2 separate regions of the Zea mays genome follow, and region 2 is linked to region 1. The links are chromatin contacts, called in public Hi-C maps. All regions are on one chromosome and are shown on one strand. Each heading gives the region's core, a stretch centred on a gene start, on an enhancer-like site or on the middle of the called end of the contact. The rest is flanking DNA. Distances are from core to core; before and after follow the strand shown.

Evidence for each region. Hi-C and Micro-C count contacts between places; a contact is called where the count stands out from the background.
Region 2: a contact with region 1 is called in a Hi-C map of tassel, with 3 times the contacts expected there. The contact joins the promoter of LOC100276485 here to the promoter of LOC100384586 in region 1. A contact is called at or near these places in 2 of 25 Hi-C or Micro-C datasets (ear and tassel).

What each region holds. Positions count from the first base shown.
Region 1 is chr8:68,633,929-68,641,817 of Zm-B73-REFERENCE-NAM-5.0, forward strand. LOC100384586 reads right to left here and starts at 5,105. Exons shown (of 9, transcript NM_001362414.1): 1 at 5,001-5,105; 2 at 4,755-4,872; 3 at 3,680-3,811; 4 at 3,146-3,586; 5 at 3,004-3,067; 6 at 2,626-2,765; 7 at 2,212-2,523. The coding sequence starts at 5,002. It overlaps LOC103635314 (a long non-coding RNA gene), which reads left to right. Exons shown (of 4, transcript XR_004851959.1): 2 at 1-169; 3 at 246-1,723; 4 at 1,822-2,212.
Region 2 is chr8:68,985,546-68,993,434 of Zm-B73-REFERENCE-NAM-5.0, forward strand. It overlaps LOC100276485 (Ninja-family protein 7), which reads left to right and starts at 3,862. Exons shown (of 3, transcript NM_001150261.1): 1 at 3,862-4,045; 2 at 6,720-7,889. The coding sequence starts at 6,827.

The DNA of each region.
Region 1 (7,889 bases), core at 3,855-6,354:
TTCGTACTAATCAGATGACTTCACCTGATATCCAAAAAGACATTTGTAGAGCTTGTGCAGAGCAAACCACCAAAGCTATTATTTCGGATATTGGGAATAGAAACTTTTCCATTCTTGTTGATGAGGCTCGAGATGCTTCTATCAAGGAGCAAATGGCGGTTGTTTTGAGGTTAGTATATAATTGAATGGTTGCTATTTTTTTGTCAATGCCAAATTTTTAACCATGCATCTATTCTTTTCTTTAGGTATGTCAACGAACGAGGTGAAGTGATTGAGAGATTTATTGGGTTACAAGAGGTACCCGACACTACATCATCCGCTCTAAAAGTTGCTTTGGATGGTATGTTTTCTTTCTATGGATTGTCAATGGATAGATTACGAGGACAAGGTTATGATGGGGCATCAAACATGAGAGGTGAATTTCATGGGTTGCAAAGAAGAATATTAGATGAGAGTCCATATGCTTTTTACATACATTGCTTTGCACACCAATTGCAATTAGTGGTTGTTTCAGTTGCTAAGTGTTGCGCTTCTGTATTTGATTTCTTCCAAACGTGCAACTTGATTGTGAATAGTGTTAATGCTTCTTGTAAGAGAAGGGATCAATTGGCTCAACAACACCATGCCAAACTTGTGAACATGTTGGAAAGGGGGGAAATTTTTTCAGGTAGAGGGAAAAATCAAGAAACCAACCTAGCACGACCTGGGGATACTCGATGGGGTTCACATCATAAAACTTTATGTCGTATTGTTCTCATGTGGGATGCTATTCTAGAGGTACTAGAGATTGTGGCTGATGATGGCTCTAATGGGGATAAGAAATATATGGCTTCTGGTTTGTTGAAACAAATGGAGAGCTTTGAATTTGTGCTTATTCTGCATCTCATGATGAGGTTATTAGGCAAGACTAATGATTTGTCACAATGTTTGCAAAGAAAAGATCAGAATATTGTCCTTGCTGTTGGATTGATTGGAGCCACATTGCGGAATATTAGTGAAGTACGTGATAGTGGATGGGAAGAATTGTTTGAGGAGGTAAAGACCTTTTGTAACCAACACAACATTATTTTACCAAAGATGGATGATACAATTACTGTCCGAGGTCGCTCAAGGGGGCGTGGAGGTCAATTAGTGACTTACTATCATCATTTCAAAAATGAGATATTTATTGTTGTGTATGATCAAGTTATTGTGGAATTAAACAATCGTTTCACTGAAAGATCTACTCAATTATTGAGATGCATTTCGTGTCTAGATCCAAGAAATTCATTTGCCAGCTATGATAAAGCTCAGCTGATAGAATTGGCTAAGATTTATTCTGCAGACTTCACTCAATATGACATCTTGATCCTTAGAGACCAACTCGATATATTTATTGTTGATGTGAGGGGTAATTCTGATTTTGCAAATTGTGAAGACCTTGGTAATCTGGCTATTAAGGTGGTGCAAACCGAGAGACACCTAGTTTTTGCATTGGTTTATCGTCTCATTGAATTAGCCTTAATTTTGCCTGTTGCAACTGCCACGGTTGAAAGAGCCTTCTCAGCTATGAAAATCATCAAGACAGAATTGAGAAATAAGATGGGAAATGATTGGTTAAATCATAGAATGGTATGCTATATAGAAAGAGATATCTTTGCAAGAATTCAAAGTGATGATATTTTATATCATTTTCAAGAATTGAAGAGTCGTATGAAAAAGCTACCTCCGCAAAGTTCAAGTGGTATATTTTTGTGCTCACTTAGACATTTTTGCATTCATTAGTTATATTGTCATGTTGTATCTCTCATTTTATACAAATATTTAATTTGCAATGTGTAGGTTCAAATTCACGTGCTAATGTTGATGAAGTTATTAGAGGCGGGGAAGGACCAAATCATCTCTAATTAGGTACTTTTAAATTTTTTATCAAGTTTATTGTACTTTTAGATGCTGAATTGAAGTAAATACTATCTTAGTCTATGTTTGTGGTATATTTTGTTTTAGCGGTATATTTAGCCGCATAATATATTATGGGCTGTTTGAAGTAACCTTCAAATTTTATGGAGTGGCCCGGGACGTTAATTTTATATAGCTCCGCCACTGGTTCCAGCAGTATAACTATAGCCCCATGTTAAGCAAGCAGCTGCCCCCAGTTTGCCATTGTTATATTGGGCTTCGAAAAGCAAGTAGTATTTCCCCCATAACTAGAACAATAACATGGGCATATACCTTTGGTGGATTTCGAAGAGAATACAACATCGTCCTGCAGGATAGCAGGAACGTGTCCTCGTTATATGCCAGCGATTTCTTCTCCCCGTGAGCCGTGTTAGCATGCATAGCGTAGCCAGGCTCGTTGAAAAAGGGCTTTGCGTTCAAAACCAAAGCCTGGATAGAGACCAGGACCTGCAGCATAGTTGAATTGGCCGGATTCCACTTCTCACATCCGCTGCCGTCCCAGGTGTTGAGGAGGCTAAGGCACACCTTCCCGCAATCATACAGGTTTGGATTAAGCCGCAAACCACCAGCACGGTAATTCACCATCTGCATAGAACCGAACGGTCATCCCATGATCCTTGAAGCAAACTGAAGGAACAAGGGAAATGATTAGTTGATACACAAGTGCTGAAGTCAAGAAAATATTACCGGTGGGACATTTGGATACCGAGGAGGAAAGTATATGTCAAAGAAGAAGAGCCCGTCATGGTAAGGAGTCCCAGCCGGTCCCATAATGACACCTCTAAGCAGGTCCATTCTATCCTCATATGCCCTCACAAATATAGTATCTATTCAATTCGGTGAGAAGTACAAATTAGAATGTTCTCTTGAAAGCAGACAAGTGAAATTATAATCATTTTCTTGGCCATTATGAATAGAACCTTCTAAGTTCTAAAAACGGCAAGAAGATGTTCTCAATACAAAAGAAGCATTTCAAATGACAAAGGCAAGGTTGCACCAAGTGTGTTACTATTCAGTAATGCGGACAATCATAAAATCACGGTATAGTAAGCAACAGATCCCTACCTGGCAAATCTCTCTCTAGGACTTTCCACTCATGCTGTATACGTTTCACCCAGTCTTTTGATGGCTGTGAAAATAACTTTTTGAGAACTGAACTGAACTAAGACAATAAATGATAGTAAGGGCAGAGCAAAAAAAATGATACCTTTTTTACCACCTGAACCTTTCTCGACGTTGGCTTTGAATAATAATGATCACTATGATCATCAACAGTATCAAATCGTTTGAAGGCCTTGTATTTTTCTTCGATTTTATCATCTACAACCTTAGTGGGTTTGGTCTTATTTGCAATATCAATAGCAGTCTTCTGCATCCATGGTAAAGAAACCTCCAGAACAGGTGGAGCATGGAGGTTATCAAACTTGGCAGACAAACCAAATTTAAACTCACTTTCAATAAGCAGAGCATCATAACCATCAACCTCAAACTCATCTTCATCATACATATAGTCTTCAAATCCCGCATAGGGACAGTCATCAGAATAGTTGTAAACTGCCTCATCTTGAAACACTTTCAGGTCAACACAGGAATCGATATATTTTGAAGCATATGTGCTTGGGCCAGCGATGTCCTGAACCCAACCACTCTGAATTTATATACACACAGAAAAGAATCTCTCTGAGCTTGCACGGTATAAAAGCAAATAATATGAGAAAGAAAAAGATACGAGGGAATTTACCTTGGCATGCTTTGGCCAATCCATAGGGCATACAACAGTTTGCTTATTCTTGTCCAATGGTGCTTTATCACCAATAATTATGACTCCATCAGGATCATCATCATCAATTTCAATTACTTCTTGAGGGACAACCTATTGTTCAAGCAAGCACAAATTTCAGAAGAAAATGCATCAATTAGTAGTTTATAGAACTGCAATTCAGTTCTGCAAGCAACACTCTTTCGATACAGTATAATTGTAACATGAAACATGCTCAGAAGCTATTGATTTTCCATAATAAAAGAAGAGCATTTGTTTGTCATAATTTACCTAAAGAACAAAAATTATGCCACATGTAATGATTCATGAAGACATTTATGACAGTTTTAAAAGGGATATGAGATCATAAAAGGGAACAATCCAGCAGCTATGAACTTTTGACCTCATATATGCACTTGACACATGCCAATCAGCCAATGCCATTGTCAATTGGTTATTGTGTCAATCGCACCATGCGTCCATGCCTATGTTTCTGACTATGGCAGAAATGCGTCTATTAGTCAACACTTGGTAGATAAAACGAAAAGGCACAAAATGGAAGAAATACAAAGGAGAGCTCTGCATAACCCCCTATGTGGTCAATTGGATTTTGGAGGGCTACTAAATGCAGAGTTTAAAGGTAGACCTCCAAATAATTTCCTTTTTCTGACAATCTTTCTACTCCTTCCGTTCCAAATTACAAGACATTCTGGCTTTTCAAGATTCATAGCTTTTGCTATACGCCTAGAAGAAGCTAAGAGTTCTGATTCACACAAATTCATTCAGGGAGTCGGTGTTTTTTTTTCTAGAGAACAAACTAGAATTCTTTTAATTTCACTAGTTCATACTTCCATGGTTGACTATTACACCGATAAGATGGACTGCCAAATCAACACTTCACAACACATCACACTTGATTCAAATATATGACACATGAATTAACTTATCAACTGCAACCTGCCATTATATAACCATCAGGCCATATCAGAATTCACTACCAATTTCAAGGTATCCAAAACTTACGCGCAGTGAACAAAGGATGCGATATTGACATCACCTGGCTCCGCTTCCTCTTGTGGTGGCCGGAGGCCCACCCCGCAGCCGCGGCGGTGGCCGAAGACACCTCAACCACGTCGGGGTCATCGAACGACGAACTGCCCGCGCAGAGGTAACTCCTGGGACGGGTACCAGATCGGCAGACAAATAAATCCGCGTCAGAACTGAAGGAAGGGAGCGAGACGGGACGAGATGAGGAGCCAAATAAGATGAGAGGCCATATATATCGGCGGTGGGAGTGACTCACATCGGGGGCGCAGCAACGCGATCGCCGCCGATGGGCACGGCAGGCGGTCACCGTTAGGGTTCCGGCGAGGACGCGAGGTGGGTGGGGCCGTGAGGGAGGAGGGTCTGGGTGGAGGAGTGCGGCGGTGGAAACTGAGCAGAGGAGATTTCTTCTTATACAGAAAAATGTAATTTTCGACGAGGAAGGACCGACCCGGAGGAGTAACGCCAGAAAAGCGGTACGGATTTTGCGATTTATTTTAAGGCCCAGTGCGCAGTGGGCTGTGGGCGGCCTCCCTTAGCTTTTTGCGTTAGCTGATTTGATGATCATGTAACTAGGGAGTAATCCTCTTATTATTTAAACTAGGTGAACGTCCGTGCGTTGCTACGGAGTGAATATATTATGATAAGATACACTAAAATTTTAAAAATAATTGTTATTTTATGTTTGTTAGTATCTTTTTAAAAGTTAAGAATTTTTACATACATTAAAAGCATTTCACATCAAACAAATCCATTACGTGTAGTAAAATGCAATGCTTATCGGCCACTAAGTAATCTCCTTGGCAATGATCAGCAACCAGCTTGGCTAAGATAGAAAAATAACAAGTAGAAAGTTATAATACAAGATATCATGCATTGCAACTGACACATGTAAGTCCACCAAATAGGTTTGTTACAAGAAAACAAAACTTGATGCAACTCGCAGATGAATCAACAATAGTGCACGTCAAATCAAAATTAAAAAAATCAAGTGTTTTTATTTTGGATCACAATATCTTGAAAGTGGAGCTACACCAGGTTGGTCTACAAGTTGAGAAGAAAATAAATCAGAGCTTGCCAAGAATATCAAGTTCCTCACCAGTGGGAGAATTCAGCCTAAAATCTTGCCTGCACTGGATTTTCTCTACAGAAGTACAACACACTTAAGTCAGGTTAGTGTTCAAGAATTATTGATACCACTGAACTACAATATATTTAGCCTGATAAATGAGATGGTTGTCCTTTACATAAACTTTCAGATAACCAAAAGTAAGATAAAATAACACACAACTCAACCATGTTTCCATATCAGATATTAACATGGACCTTCACAAATATAAACACAAAGTTATTGCGATTCATTGTTATATTCAAGTCACCAATAGATGAGCACGTACAGAGCTTTCTAAAATAAGGCATTCCAGAAGATACTTCACAACACCATATCCAACTGCCTCTGAAGTATGCTCTAATTCCTCATCCGTCCAGTCAACAATAATTTTGCCTGAACAAAATAATGTGATCATATTTACCTGAAGATTAATAATAAGGTTCCAAAATAATCCAGTTGGTCTACAAGTTGAGAAGAAAATAACTCAGAGCTTGCCAGGAATCTCAAGTTCCTCACCAGTGGGAGAATTCAGCCTAAAATCTTGCCTGCACTGGATTTTCTCTACAGAAGTACAACACACTTAAGTCAGGTTAGTGTTCAAGAATTTTTGGTACAACTGAACTACAATATATTTAGCCTGATAAATGAGATGGTTGTCCTTTACATAAACTTTCAGATAACCAAAAGTAAGATAAAATAACACACAACTCAACCATGTTTCCATATCAGATATTAACTTACAGAGCTTTCAAGATACTTCACAACACCATATCCAACTGCCTCTGAAGTATGCTCTAATTCCTCATCCGTCCAGTCAACAACAATTTTGCCTGAACAAAATAATGTGATCATATTTACCTGAAGATTAACAATAAGGTTCCAAAATAATCCAGTTTTTCAGTTTCTGTGAGTCGTTGTAGTTCTGATTTGCTTCGAGATTTAGCCTCATCAGGTAGCTCTACCAATCGAACAACCTCGGTACTACGGGTTTGGAACCGCTTGCGATCTGAACCATACTAAATGGAAAACACCTTGGTGCCACTCCATGCTTACATTGAAAACATGTCAAAGTGATGCTGCTGACCAACATCTATGAAAGTTGCCTAGAGGGGGGTGAATAGGCAAGTTAAAACTTTTTCAACAAAAACTAGAAGCAAACTGGGTAAAACTGAATTGATCTCGAAATTCACCCGGTTAACTTTGGAAATGAGATGTTCTAAATGATCCACAGGGTTCAAAGTAGTAGATCTGAGAAGGGCACTTCTCAAAATCCACACACTAAAAAGATATAAACAAATCTTTCACGGAATGGTGAGAGAACGAAGAACACGAATAAGCACAATGAACAAGAACACAAGAGACACAAGATTTATCCCGAGGTTCGGTCACACCACCAAGGTGCCCTACTTCCTCGTTGAGGCGCCCAAAAAGAGCCGGGTCTCTTTCAACCCTAATCCCCCCTTTGCCGACCACAAAGGTCAAGCCCACACACTAATCTTTGCTCAAACGAGCGAGTAATACAAACTTTCTTGTGGTCTTCCACAAGATTTGGAGACTCACAAGAGACACCTAGTCGTCTAGGAGCTAGAAGCTCCAAGAGTAATGAATCCACAAAGAACTCGATGTAGTACCAAAGCTCAAATGAAGAAGAGCAAGAGAGATTTGGAGATGAAGCACAAAAACCGCAGCTCTCAAACTCACTCAAAGATTTCTCTCCAAAGATTTGAAATGGGAGAGGCAAGAGATGTGTGGGAGAGAGTGGGCGGTGTTCTTCAAGTTAGAAATGGAGTTTGGGTCGTGCTCTTATGTTGGGAGAAAGGTAGGAGTGAGTATATATAGGTGGGGCTTCAAAACTAGCCGTTGGACTCATTTTGGCTGTGGAGGACCGGTTGAACCGCCCCTAGGACCGGTTCAACCGCCTGGGGCAGGCTGACAGTCAGTCTGCCAGTCAGACTGGAAGACTGCAGGTCAAACTGCAAAAACAGGTCCTGACACCGGTTGAACCGCCCCTAGGACCGGTTCAACCGCCTGGGGGTC
Region 2 (7,889 bases), core at 2,612-5,111, 350 kb after region 1:
CGAGTGGCCTGTCAGTCGTCATGATGTTCTTGTGTGGATGATGAACACCAACTTGCTTCCCTGCCTGACATGCGCTACAAATCTTGTCTTTCTCAAAATGAACATTTGTTAGTCCCAAAATGTGTTCTCCCTTTAGAAGCTTGTGAAGATTCTTCATTCCAACGTGTGCTAGTCGGCGATGCCAGAGCCATCCCATGTTAGTCTTAGAAATTAAGCAAGTGTCGAGTTCAGCTCTATCAAAATCTACCAAGTATAGCTGACCCTCTAACACTCCCTTAAATGCTATTGAATCATCATATCTTCTAAAGACAGTAACACCTATATCTGTAAAAAGACAGTTGTAGCCCATTTTACATAATTGCGAAACTGAAAGCAAGTTATAGTCTAAAAATCTACAAGAAAAACATTGGAAATGGAATGGTCAGGAGATATATCAATTTTACCCAATCCTTTGACCAAACCTTGATTTCCATCCCCGAATGTGATAGCTCGTTGGGGATCTTGGTTTTTCTCGTAGGAGGAGAACATCTTCTTCTCCCCTGTCATATGGTTTGTGCACCCGTTATCGATGATCCAACTTGAGCCCCCGGATGCATAAACCTACAAAACAAGTTTAGTTCTTGATTTTAGGTACCAAAACGGTTTTGGGTCCTTTGACATTAGATACAAGAACTTTGGGTACCCAAACACAAGTCTTGGCGCCCTTGTGTTTGTCCCCAACATACTTGGCAACTACCTTGCCTGATTTGTTGGTTAGCACATAAGATGCATCAAAAGTTTTAAATGAAATGTTAGAATCATTTGATGCAATAGGAATTTTCTTCTTAGGCAATTTTGCACGGGTTGATTGCCTAGAGCTAGATGTCTCACCCTTATACATAAAAGCATGATTAGGGCCAGAGTGAGACTTCGTAGAGTGAATTCTCCTAATTTTGCTCTCGGGATAACCGGCAGGGTACAAAATATAACCCTCGTTATCCTGAGGCATGGGAGCTTTGCCCTTAACAAAGTTAGATAATCTTTTAGGAGGGGCACTAAGTTTGTCATTGTCTCCCTTTTGGAAGCCAATGCCATCCTTGATGCCAGGGCGTCTCCCACTATAGAGCATGCTTCTAGCAAATTTAAAATTTTCATTTTCTAAGTCATGCTCGGCAATTTTAGCATCTAATTTTGCTATATGATCATTTTGTTGTTTAATTAAAGCCATATGATCATGAATAACGTCAATGTTAACATCTCTACACCTAGTGCAAATAGTAACATGCTCAATGGTAGATGTAGGGGGTTTGCAAGAATTAAGTTCAACAATCTTAGCACGCAAAATATCATTGTTATCTCTAAGATCGGAAATTGAAGCATTGCAAACATCTAATTCTTTAGCCTTAGCAATTAATTTTTCATTATCATTTCTAAGGCTAGCAAGAGAAACATTTAATTCTTCAATCTTAGCAAGTAATTTAACTTTATCATCTCTAAGATTGGAAATTGAAACATCACTAACATTAGAATCAACCTTAGCATTTAAACTAGCATTCTCATTTCTAAGGTTGGTAATGACATCATGGCAAGTGCTTAGCTCACTAGATAATTTTTCACATTTTTCTACTTCTAGAGCATAAGCATTCTTAACCTTAACATGCTTCTTATTTTTCTTAATTAGGAAGTCATCTTGGGAGTCCAAGAGTTCATCCTTTTCATTAATAACACTAATTAATTCATTTAATTTTTCTTTTTGTTGCATGTTTAGGTTGGCAAAAAGGATACACAAATTATCCTCCTAATCACTACAATTATCCTCATCACTAGAGGTTTCATATTTAGTGGAGGATCTTGATTTTACCTTCTTCCTTTTGCCGTCCTTTGCCATGAGGCACTTGTGGCCGACGTTTGGGAAGAGGAGGCCCTTGGTGACGGCGATGTTGGCGGCGTCCTCGTCGGAGGAGGAGTCGGTGGAGCTCTCGTCGGAGTCTCATTCACGGCACACATGGGCATCGCCGCCCCTCTTCTTGTGGTACCTCTTCTTTTCTCTCCTCTTGCCCTTCTTGTCGTCGCCCTTGTCACTGTCACTAGATAGTGGACATTTTGCAATAAAATGACCGGGCTTACCACACTTGTAGCAAACTTTCTTGGAGCGGGGCTTGTAATCCTTCCCCCTCCTTTGCTTGAGGATTTGGCGGAAGCTTTTGATGATGAGCGCCATCTCCTCATTGTCGAGCTTGGAGGCATCGATGGGTGGTCTACTTGATGTAGATTCCTCTTTCTTCTCCTCCATCGCCTTGAATGCGACCGGTTGTGCTTCGGGCGTGGAGGGGCCGTCGTGCTCGATAATTTTCTTTGAGCCTTTGATCATCAACTCAAAGCTCACAAAGTTTCCTATTACTTCTTCGGGAGCCATTAGTGTATATCTAGGATTACCACGAATTAATTGAACTTGCGTAGGGTTAAGGAACACAAGTGATCTAAGAATAACCTTAACCATTTCATGGTCATCCCATTTTTGCTCCCGAGGTTGCGCACTTGGTTTACCAAGGTCTTGAGCCGGTTGTACATATCTTGTGGCTCCTCCCCTTAGCGAAGCTGGAAGCGACCGAGCTCCCCCTCGATCGTCTCCCGCTTGGTGATCTTGGTCACCTCGTCTCCTTCGTGCGCGGTCTTTAGCACGTCCCAAATTTTCTTTGCACTCTTCAACCCTTGCACCTTATTATACTTCTCTCGACTTAGAGAGGCGAGGAGTATAGTCGTGGCTTGGGAGTTGAAGTGTTGGATTTGTCCGGTGAATTATAGCGGAGCGCCCTCTGATTTTCCCGAAGGTAACGAGTTCAGCTTCGAGTGCCCCGGTGCACCGGACAGTCCGGTGCGCCAGACCAGGGTGCTTTTTGGGATGTCTTTTGCTCTCTTTGTTTGAACCCTTTCTTGGTCTTTTTATTAGCTTATTGTGAACCTTTGGCACCTGTAGAACTTATAGACTAGAGCAAACTAGTTAGTCCAATTATTTGTGTTGGACAATTCAACCACCAAAATTAAATAGGAAAATGTGTAAGCCTAATTTCCTTTCAATGGTGTTTGGAACCACCTCAATTTTCATGAACTAGTTTGTTAGGAGAGGTTAGCTTCTTGGTTTAAAAAAACTAGAAATCTTATTTCTATAAACCGAAACATAAGCTGTTTTGTTTTGAACCCTTTTAGTTTTTATAAAACGGTTTGTTAAAAACTAGGGGCTTCTAAACAGACTCTTAGAACATGTTTGGAAGCAACTTAGGGCTTGTTTGAAAGCACCCAATTTTTAAGAATCTGTTTTATAAAAACCGAGGTGTTCCAAACATATCAGTTTATATCAAAATTTGTAGAAACTGGATTCTCATATTCTTAAATCTAAGGTCCTATTTGAAAGCAATCTAGTTTTTAAGAATCCGGTTTCTATCTCTAGTTTTCTAGAAACCGGTTATAAAAAATTGCTTTATGGTGTTTGAAACCATATCAGTTTTTATAAAACTAGTTCTAGCCAATGGAGACTAGCTTCTTGTTTTTTAAGAAACTGAAAATCTAGTTTCTATAAAATGAGACACAAACTAGTATGTTTAGAACTATCTCGTATCTATAAACCAGTTTCTTAAAAACTGAGTGCTACTATACTATAAACCAGTTTTTTTATAAGGGTTAGTTTAGAAACTCTATTTTCCCAAATAATTTCTATTTTTTCAAGAAAAAATAAACTAATTTATTTTAGAAAAATAGAAATTAGATTCTCAAACTAGTCCTAAACAAGTTTCTAAAAACTAGAGATAAAACAAACATGCTTCTACTGGTAATCCTTGTCAAGTGTCAACCCAACCGTCCACGGTCCGCCCTCCTCCTTCGTTCACGTCTTCCTCCTCGCGTTCCTCTCGTCAGTACGGCGACGCCGCAAGGCTCGCACCGCTGACAGTCCCCCTTCCCGGATCGAGCCTCTCTTTTCCCAGATCGGATTCTAATTTGGCTATCGCCGCCGCCCTACGCCAGGTGCCGAGTCCTTAGCTGATCTTCGCCGGCGAGGAGCGCCCACCAGGTATTCCTACACCATTCTCTTCCCAATCTGCTGTGCGAGACCGAGTTCCCAAACTCTAACCTCAAGCCCTTTACCTATTTGACGCTTACTAACTCCTAACTTTCTGCAAAAATTATCGGGTGTACATGTGTACACCCATGACCCATGTCCCTTTACTAGATCCGCCGTCTTCATTGGGCCTTTCACTAGTTGTTCGCTGGGCCCTTCTCTAGTTGTTCACCGGGACCTTCGCTAGTTGTTCGCCGGGACCAGGCATGCTGACCCCTTCTCTTCCGTTCCTGCTGTAGGAAACCGAGCACCCAAACCCTAACATGAACTATTTGACCATTTGTATACGGATCCGCTATAATTAAGTGTATGCATATATTTTACCCACTAACTTCGATTTTCTTGCAAATTTTTTCGAGTGCACATGTGTACACCCATGCCTCCACTCTGTAGGATATCTAGCCACAGTGGCATAGCTAGAAACTTTCTATTGGGTGTGCTCTAATGTCTTGGAGTATCATACCACTAGCATATATCATGTGATAACGCTACGATCCTGTGGAGGGGAGCGGAGAGGTCGACAGTGGCGGCACAAGGGGAGGGGTTGACGACTATGGCGGTCGCAGCGCGAGTGAGGGGGAGAGGGCGGCTGGGACGGAGCAGAGGGGGAGGGGGAGGCTGGGGTGGCGGGATCTCAGGGGAGGGGGAGAGATGATCAAAATAATATTGTCCATTGGATTTGAGTAAGTACAGGAGAGGGGGTTATTCAATGATCTACACTGTTGGTTTTGATGGTGTGTAAAGTCTAGGTGTAATTTGTTTAGTGGTTTTAGTGGAGGTTATGAGTGTGGGGTGATTTGGTTGGGTGAGTTTTGCAAAGTTTAAACTGATGGATTATATAGTGAAAGTCGCCTAGGGGGGTGGATAAGCGAAATCTGAAAATTATAACTTTACACCCCAACTAGATCCCTTGATTAGTGGTTAGAACAAGATTCACAATTATCGGAGTATAAAACTAAAACCTTTGCTTGCAATGAGTATTGTTTTCAAAGAGTGCGGAATTTAATCAATAACAATACTATTAGAAATGTTAGTGGAGAATAATGCAAGAGGGGTTAGTTAAGAAGAAGATAAACACAAGTTCTTTCTTGCAAGGAGTTGCTTCTCTAAATGAGAATTTAACTTGAAGCAACACACAATAATGTTAGCAAAGAGTAGCGCAAGAGAACTTAGAAAGGGAGAGAACAAACAAATCACAAGCAATAAACACACGAGACACGGGTGATTTGTTTTACCGAGGTTCGGCCCTCGAAGGCCTAGTCCCCGTTGAGGAGTCCACTAAGGACGGGTCTCTTTCAACCCTTTCCCTTCTCTCTACCGATCCCGAAGATCGGCAAGCTCTTCTTCTTCTCAAGGATCAATTAAGACCCCGCAAGGATCACCACACACTTAGGTGTCTCTTGCTAGCTTTACAAGCCTCCAAAACTTTGGAGGAAGTCCAATGGGAGTCAAAACTCCACGCGCAAATGAACGCAAGATGTAGCACACACTTTCTCTCAATGAATCTCACAAGGCACTAGAGCTAAACTCTCACAAGAGGCTTTCTTTTGCTTGCTCTCTCTTTTGTGGCACTTGTGTGGTTTGTAGTGGTCTAAATCTTGTGTATAGGATGGATCAATGAATAGAGGTGGTTGGGAGGGCTTGGATATGTCAACTATATGACTTGGAATGTTGCTTGGGCTCCCACACCTTGAAGTGGACGGTTGGGGTGGTATTTATAGCCCTCAACCACCCATATAGCCGTTGGGGCGCATCTGCCTGAAGTTGCACTGGCGGACGGTCCGCGGCTAGGGCCCAGACAGTCCGCGACCCTCCAACGGTCGATTCTGACATCTTCAACGGATACTTCTGACAGATCAACGACTAGATCAACGGCTATCTGCCTCGGTGACACCATGCGGACGGTCCGCCCTTGGTCCCTGACGGTCCGCGCTAGCTCTATAATTCCTTTTGCTCAACTTGTCACCTTCGGGCTTTTCGGTTCTGTGCCGACCGGACGGTCCGTGCCTGGTCTCGGACGGTGCTTGCTTTTCCATCGGACGGTCCGCAGTGTTGACTTGCATTTATGCAGTGGTTCTGTCCGAGGGTCATCCTGGTGTCGCGGACGGTCCGCCGCAAGGGCCCGGACGGTCCGCACTTGGTCGGTTTTTCCAAAAAGTTTCTCCTGTCCGGAATAATCTACGGTATTCCGGACAGTCGATTTAGAATAGTTGTAGATGAACTTATGCACCTGTAGAATATATAATCTAGAGCAAACTAGTTAGTCCAATTATTTGTGTTGGGCATTTCAACCACCAAAATCATTTAGGAAAAGGTTTGACCCTATTTCCCTTTCATATAGTGGTAAAGATTCATAAATTAGTTCATGTAAAGATCTGGTGTCCACTAATATTTGCAAAATCCGTGTGCCCAGGCACAAGAGGAAATTCAATATATGGCCACGATTTCCTGTGGAAATCATGCAACATATATGGGTACTCACTAAATTTTGGTTATTCAGCGTCTATGGATGTGATGGGTTGCTTTGTTAAATGTTTCTTAGTTAATATATGTTTTCATCTGCCATAAACTATCGAGTTACCATAAAAAATGGCTTCTTGCCTCTTACAAGATGTGCCTTTTGCAGGAGTTACAGATTGAATGACAAGAATGTTCTCTATATCATCCTCAGTATGTGTGAAGAAATAGTCTGTAACTACACATACCTTTCATTGCAATTACCAAGAACTGGAAATGGACGATGATAATGGGCTTGAGCTTAGTTTGGGCCTATCTTTGGGCGGGTCATCAGGGAAGGCCAAGGCTAGAGATGCACCTCTAGAACCAAAAGCAGAACCCCAAGTGGAAGAAAGCAGTAGCAAAGGTGGTTTACAAACTCCTGATGCTCCTTCTGGGAAATTTTATCAAAAGAGCGCTGATAACCATGAACAAAATAGTAAACAGAGGCACAGCCCTGTTGCACCACAATTTGGGAACTTCTGGGGACAACCAGGGAATTCCTCCGGTCCAGTGGTAGATGGTTCTGTTGAACCGGTGAGTCATCAGCCTCAGCTTTCCAGTTATCAAGATGGAAGGATGCCAATTAACAGTGGAAATAATTCTGAGGAGCAGAAGCCAGTTTCTGGTAACCACAAGTTGCCTTCTGAAGAGATGAACTTTCAGAAGAAACATCAGACAGCTAGTGACCAGCCTGATGCATTCAGTAAGAGCTCTGACGGAGGTGCAAAGAATGCACCTATCTCGATTAGTACGGATGATGGTTCAACTGGTGAAAATGAGGATGTTGCAGAGTCAGAAGCAGAAGGCTCAAATTCTTGGTTGGTTGCACAGCGTGAAGACAGTGCTAAGGGCTCTGTTGTTAACAAAGGAACTGATAGGAAAAGGTCCGCCGATGCTGCTGCAGATGGTTTTAAAGGAAAGAGACAACCAAGTTTCTCAGGAAGCGAGTCCAGCTCTGGAAAGTTGACACCTGGAAATCTTATATCGATGCAGGCATCAAATGTAGTGGCTTTGCCATATCAAGTCCCAGGTCAAGTTTCTGGACCTCCTGTCTTAACTAATGCACCAAATTTTCACCCGGTATGTACTGTGCAGTTGAGGCCGCCCACAAATGGTGGACTAGCTGTCCAGACAATGGGTAGTGCCTCTCAAGTTGCTTTTGGTTACCCAGCAGTCCAGCTACCAACACTTGAAACGGGCTCTTCATGGGCATTTGGTGCTCCACCTCAGGCTCTGTCTTCTTTTACTGCAAAAGACAAAGCTGATCAAACAGGAACCAAGCAAGTTGACGATGGCA